Linked DNA regions of Sus scrofa: region 1 is linked to region 2. Evidence: chromatin contacts called from public Hi-C data. All regions are on one chromosome and are shown on one strand. Each heading gives the region's core, a stretch centred on a gene start, on an enhancer-like site or on the middle of the called end of the contact. The rest is flanking DNA. Distances are from core to core; before and after follow the strand shown. Region 1 overlaps ERGIC1 (endoplasmic reticulum-Golgi intermediate compartment protein 1). Region 2 overlaps ERGIC1 (endoplasmic reticulum-Golgi intermediate compartment protein 1).

Region 1 (3,254 bases), core at 182-2,681, 83 kb after region 2:
ATAAGAATCTGCCTGAGATCCCACAGCTGGGAAGGGCTGGGATCAGGGCTGTGAATGTTCACTGCTGCACACAATGAACAGTCCAGACTTGTCTAGTTCTAGACTCAAGGAGGAAAAGTCTCTTACGCCAGACATCCCTGTGAGAAAGTAAGACAGGGTTGCTACGGCTGTGCTGGAGGCTGGCAGCAACAGCTCCACTTAGACCCCTAGCCTTGGATCCTCCATTTGCTGCAGGAGCAGCCCTAGAAAAAAAAGGCAAAAAAAGGAAAAAAAAAAAAAAGGCAAATAAATACGTAAAGTTCCCATCTGTGAATTTCCTGCTATGGGGTTTTCAGGGCCCCTGGTCCTTGGTTACAATTCCCACGGCCACCCGTATGCCCGCAATGTGGTTTAGGCATTTCCTATGCATGGATTCAGCCTGAGGTTGGTCCCACAGTCTGTCTCCTGTTTCCCTGAAGGTGTGATTAAGGAGCAGTCATCCTACCAAGGAGACACCCCCCCACACACACACACAATCTCTGGGAAACATACTGACCGAAGCCAATGGGCTTTCAGTTCCCCTGTGTCCATGCCCTAGGGAGATTTTTACATTTATTTCATCCTTTTCTCCTTCCTAAGCAACATCCCTGCTCCAGAACCTACTATGGCTCCCCACTGCCTGCTGCACAAGCAGACCCCAAGCCAAGTCCCTCTGGGTGGCCTACAAACCAGGTCCACCTCACCCGCCGTTGTATCCCCTGCCCTTTCTCACGCCGCTTCCCCTGCCTCCCAATCCCATCAGGTGCAGAGCTCCTGGGCTAGAAGGCTGACCCGTCCCCTGACCCCACCCCCACTCTTACTCCCGTCCCTCCCCCAGGAAGCCCCCAGCCGCCCAGTTCACTCCTGGCTCGTGTACCATCAGCCTCTAGCCTTCTCTAGCCAAGTGCTGTTGCCCAGGAGGCACCGAAATTCCTCTCCAGCCTGTACGAAATGACCTCACCTTTCTAAAAGGTTTCTTTGCTTCCCGTGATCAAGGCTCAAGCCCCCCAGCCTGGACTCGGCATTCCGGCCTTGCCACAGCTTCTCCAGCCTGGCCTCAGAGTCTTACAGAAAAGACACACTGCCCGCCCCCCTGGGGACATAGGGACTGGGGGTGGAAGGCGGGGATGGTCACCGATAAGGCACCTGTCTTTCTTTGGCCTCAAGTGCTGTCAAGTTCCCTCCTGCCAGCAAGCCGGGAACTAAGCCACCAGTCCATTGTCCTTTTTGTGAATTGAATAGGATATGACTTGCAATTTAATAAGTGACATTAGTTGAAGGTCAATATTTCCAAAACATCAAGTCTGTGTGGAAAATGTGACTCAAAGAAGCCTCTTGGCAGAGAGACTGGACAACGCAAGAGCCAGTGGCTGCTGGCCTGGCTCCCTCCGGGTTGCACCCACGTCCGTCTCAGCAGCACAGAATTGCAGGTTGCCCAGAGCACAAGAACCCACCAGTTCCCCGCTCAGAGCTGCTCCTGCTGTGCTGAGGGTCACCCCTCACTGCCCCGATGCCTTCTCCAGCCAGTGGGCCAGGGCTGACAGTTCACGCCCACCTCTGCCTCTGGAGGGGCCTCAGCCCTCGCCCTGGCATCTGCCCAGGTCTGCTCATCACAAGGCCTCGAGGTGGCACTACCCCTCCAGAACCCACACCACGTTAGATCAGAATGTGCCCAAAGACACCTGGACCTTCTTGCCCACCTCTTTTTTTTTTCTTTTTTGGCCACCCCACAGCGTATGGAGTTCCCGGGCCAGGGATCACATCAGAGCCATAGTTGTGACCTACAAGGTAGCTGCAGCAATTCCGATCCTTAACCCACCGTGCCGGGCCCAGGATCAAACCCACATCCCAGAGCTCCAGTGATGCTGCTGATCCCATTGTGCCACAGCGGGAACTCCAGCGACTCTTGATCCTTTAAGGTCCCTCTTCTCTGCTGGGATGGAAACTCCACGAAACCAGGTACCATGTCTGTGGTGGTCAGCTTCACACCCCAGCACCAGCAGAGCACATGGCACACAGCAGGTGCTCAATGGATAACTGTGACATAAACGAGTGAGCGCATGAGCAAGCAGAGCACCGGCTAGACTGAGACCATCTAGCCAACAAGCTCTGGGTGGAACCTCTGGCCCAGCCAAGTCGCATGCAGAGATGTGAGGGGGTCATAGGAAGCCACGATCCCTGGATCCAGACCAGGTCGGGGAGGCAACTGGGTGCTTCCTCTCTGGCCCCAACTGTCCTCCTGGAAATCAGTGTCACCATCCCTACCTGGAAGTGTTTCCTGGTGTTCTGAGCAATGCCACTTGAGGGGAGGGGGTGCCGTGACCTCTCACACCCCAGCCCTTTGCAGTTCCCACCCAGGGCAGTCACCCCCATGCCCGCCCTGCCCCCACAGGAGTTCCAAAGTCCAATCTGCCCCCTCCGTCATTTCATCTCTAAAATAGGGGCCAAGTGCCTTGATCCCAGCATCCTGAGACTCCCACATCAAAGAAGATGCTGCTGTCAATTCCACACACAGATACCTTTTTTTTTATTTCTTAAATTGCTGTTGTAACAAATCCTATGTGGAATCATTGCAACAAATCCATATTCCCTGAACCCTAAGAATGTTAGGGAATTTTCACAACCACCGTCTGAGCTGGGTGGGCACCACTTACTCGCTCCACTCACAGCAGAGGAAACTGAGGAAGCCGAGGAAGGGAGTCACTGGGCCAGCTGAGCAAACAACAGGGCCAGGCACAAGCCAGGGTCCCTGCTCAGGTCTCCCCCTGTCCGGATCATTACAATGCCCCAGAGAGGCTGCTCGCAATACGGAGCCCAGGATTTCCCGTTGTGGCTTGATTTCAAGCTTGGTCTCCGAGTCTCCTGTGAGGCTGTCAGTGATTTTCAGTTAGCGAATCTGATTAGCATCCATGAGGACGCAGGTTTGATCCCTGGCCCCACTCAGTGGATCCAGGATCCCGCATTGCCATGAGCTGTGGTGTAGGTTGCAGACTCAGCTCGATCTGGCGTGGCTGTGGCTGTGGTGTAGGCTGGCGGCTACAGCTCCAATTGGACCCCTAGCCTGGGAACCTCCATATGCCACGGGTGCGGGCCTAAAAAGCAAAAAAATTAAAAATAAAATAAAATAAATAAATACAGAGCCTGGGGCCCCGATTCCCCACATCACAATCTCTCGGTGGGGCCATGGGAATCTGCATTTGAACCAGCAAATTGCCCCCAGCTGGCTGGGCAGATGG
Region 2 (3,392 bases), core at 36-2,535:
TCACAGCCCAGAGCTGAGGGACAGAGAAAAATAATAAAAAGGAGCATCAGCAGTAGGTACCATTGACCCAAAGCCTTCTTTGCGGGGTGGGTGGTTTTAAAGACACTGCCTTATTTGACAGCGCTCTTAGGAGGTGGCACCATCCCCATTTTATGCACAAGTAAACTGAGGCACAGTTCTGTGACCTGTCCCGGGTCCCATAGCTGGTAAGTGACTGAGTGGGTTTGAATCAGAACTTTGTTCCACAGCCCCACGCTCTTTCTGCTCAGACTGCACCTGCCTTCTCACATCTGTTCGTTGCTGTCAGCACTTGAGGGGTCCAGTGAGATGCCCCCCAAGAAATGGTGAATAAAAGAAAGAGGACTTCCCCTGGATTGTTAAGCAAAACCTCAGGTGGATCAGAGCACAACGGTGCCAAGTCACCTGAGAGAAAGGGGCTCCCAGCCTGGCAGACTCAGAGGCCCTGTGTTCAGACTGAGCAGCTGATGTGATCAAGAGCCCAGGTTCTGGAACGGGACGGGAAGCTGGTTCCAATCCCCACCCGGCCACTTTATAGCTCCGGGGCCACCTCTCAGTGCCTCAGTGGCCAAATCCGTATAATGGGGGCAGTAACAGTCCCAATATCAGAACTGCCATGATGACTGAAAAAGATGGGGACCTAGAGAGCTTAGCACAATGTCCAGCAAAGCAGTCCATTAGCGATAGCTTCTACTCTTACTATTATTATTAGAGTCAAACAATATATTGCTTACAATGGACTTGGGCAGTCCTGGGACAGGATAAAAAATGAGAGTCCTGGTGTAGACAGCCTCGTGGGGGTGTCTCAACTGATAAGCTTCAAACCACTGTCTATCACCCCAATCTGCTGGCTCCGATTATGCTTTACTTCCTACCAAGGCCTGTCTGCTTCTCCATGACACTGAGTGTTGGGGTCCTGGGACATACCTGTTTACAAACGGCCATCTGGTGTAATTTGAGAATCTCACAATTTTGGATAAAGAGCTTGTTGCCTCAAGAGCTGGAGCATCTGCTGTGTGCTAATCAATCAGGGTCTTGCGTGTGGAGGACTGGGGTCAGATGTAGGGCCGAGGAGGTGTTTGCAACACCTGGACCTTTGGGGCAGGCCACCCGCCTGCTCTTTCTCAAACATGTCACACCCTATCTTGCAGTTAGATTTCTTCCCCTTAACTCTGAGACTGGCCTCCCATCTTTACCCAGGCAGATCACCCAGGAAAAGTCCCTTAAAGGGAAATCACAGGAAATCAAGCCAGACACTTGTCATCTCTGATCTTGGCCAGCAGAGGGCGTGATTGCACGCAGCTGGGCTCAGCTGCCACCCGCATACCTTGTTGGCCACCGTGTATTGGTAAGAGTACCGTTGCTTGCCACTCTTGTCCTCGTAAACCGTGGGCACGATCTTCAGGATGTAGTCGTGGGAGGCGAGAGCTGAGGGAAGGACACAGCAGCATGAAGCACGGGGGTGGGCACTGCCTGGCTGGCAGCTCTTTCTACGTCAGTTCAACCCTAGACGTGCTTGGCATTGCCACGGGGTGGGAGGGACTCAGCCTGCATAATTTTGCCACCAAACCACCCCTCTTCTTTTTGAAAGACTCCATCTGTCAGTATCTTTACTCCTGCACTGTATAGAATATTAAATTCTAGAAACGACCTAAATGTCCATCAATAGGGCAAGTGCTGAGGAGGGGCTGCTGGAAGAAACCACTTGTTTGGTGAAAAGAATTAAGTTACAGACCAGGGTGAATAATGTGATTCCCTGGATTAGGAGCAGGGAAGACTCACTCCTTTACATGCGTGAATACACAGAAGAATTTTCTGCAAAGATACCCAAGAAACTATTAGCAGTTTTAGCATCTGGGAGGGAACGTGGGATTTGATAAATGTCATATTTCTTCATGCACCTTCTTATCCTGTTTGAATTCTGTTACTTTCGAAACAAACTGGGTTCAAGTTTTAAAGATGAAAAACCGGGGAGCTCCTATTGTGGCTCAGCGGTTACGAACCCGACTAGGAACCATGAGGTTGCAGGTTTGATTTCTGGCCTTGATCAATGGGTTAAGGATCCGGCGCTGCCTGTGGTGTAGGTCACAGATGTGGCTCAGATCCCATATTGCTGTGGCTCTGGCATACGCCGGCAGCTGCAGCTCTAACTGGACCCCTAGCCTGGGAACCTCCATATGGCACAGGTGCAGCCCTAAAAAGCAAAAAAACCCAACCAACCAACCATCCAACCAAAAAAAAAGAAAAAGAAAAACTGCATCGATAAAGAACTGATTAATTTCTTCCCTCATTTTCTCATTTTCAATTAATGGGAGGTCAGTTGTCCCCTGAACTGGTCCTGTGGGATTACTCTGTAACTCTTACCCCATCCCTGCTGGATGAGGGAGGCTGCAGGGGGCGGGGTGGGGTGGGGGACTCAGCCTTACTCATCTTTCTGTCCCCAGAACCCTGCGCAGGGCCTGGTACAGAGTGGACAGTGGCAAATGCTTATTGAATGAATGAATGGAGAGATGGATGACTGGTCAGAGACATGAATGGGAGAACAGATGAATCAGCTTCTGATAAGCATGAAGTAACCGGAATCAGACACCGGGCTGATAGAACGCTGCCCCAGAGCCGCGAAACAGCATCCTGGGAAAGGTGATATTCCCTTGGGCTTCTGGGCTGTGAGGGGCAGCTCAAGGACCCTGCAACTAAAATGACCCAGAAATTTAGGCTTGTGGGCTCTGATCCCGGTCTCCTGGCTAAGTCGGTCCTAAGTCCTTGGACTCAGCTTCTGTAAAAGGGGACGGGGTGTAATGACGTTCACAGCCTATTCCTGCCAATGCTCCATCCTGGCAGGGAAAGGATGGTGCTTCCTGAACTGTCTTGAGACCCAACTCCCCTCAAAACCAGGAAAACCTTGCAACTCCAGGGCTGAGCCCATGAAGACCCCAACATCCCTCAGCTCAGCCCCACTGGTACTCAGATGTCAGGAGCACTGGGGTCACCCAGGATTTAAAAGGCAGACACCTGGGCCTCAACCCTGATGATGTCTCCTCACTGGCTCTGCAGTGGGGCTCAGAATTCCCATTAACAAACCAGGAGCCCAAAGACCACACATGATGTACGGTACTCTAGGAGGTCCTGCTGTGGCTCAGCAGTAACGAACCTGACTGGTGTCCAAGAGGATGTGGGTTTGATCCCTGGCCCTGCTCAGTGGATTAAGGATCTGGCGTTGCTGTGAGCTGTGGTGTAGACCGGCAACTGCAGCTCCAACTCAACCTCTAGCCTGGGAACTTCCATATGCCGAGGGTGCAGCCCTAAAAAAGCAAAACAATTAAAGAAATACAGAGGTCCAAATGCTCATTGCCCTGCGTCAAAATCTGAAGGGG

The links. A called contact is a pair of places that touch in the nucleus more often than the background predicts.
Region 1: a Hi-C map of skeletal muscle shows a contact between it and region 2, with 5 times the contacts expected there. The contact joins two enhancer-like sites. A contact is called at or near these places in 9 of 47 Hi-C or Micro-C datasets (blood, embryonic fibroblasts, liver and 3 more) and 2 of 2 datasets of contacts at active chromatin or transcription factors (alveolar macrophages and skeletal muscle).

What each region holds. Positions count from the first base shown.
Region 1 is chr16:51,382,495-51,385,748 of Sscrofa11.1, forward strand. All of the region lies in intron 1 of ERGIC1 (endoplasmic reticulum-Golgi intermediate compartment protein 1), which reads right to left. Among named protein-coding and RNA genes, the nearest start is that of ERGIC1, 19 kb to the right of the region's middle. Within about 2 kb of position 1,432, at least 19 of the 83 cell types and tissues checked have an H3K27ac peak or open chromatin away from gene starts, as enhancers often do. A contact at or near this core is called in alveolar macrophages, liver and skeletal muscle, where this site is marked.
Region 2 is chr16:51,299,991-51,303,382 of Sscrofa11.1, forward strand. ERGIC1 (endoplasmic reticulum-Golgi intermediate compartment protein 1) reads right to left here. Exons shown (of 10, transcript XM_003134052.6): 8 at 1,346-1,446. Among named protein-coding and RNA genes, the nearest start is that of RPL26L1, 25 kb to the left of the region's middle. Within about 2 kb of position 1,286, at least 28 of the 83 cell types and tissues checked have an H3K27ac peak or open chromatin away from gene starts, as enhancers often do. A contact at or near this core is called in alveolar macrophages, liver and skeletal muscle, where this site is marked.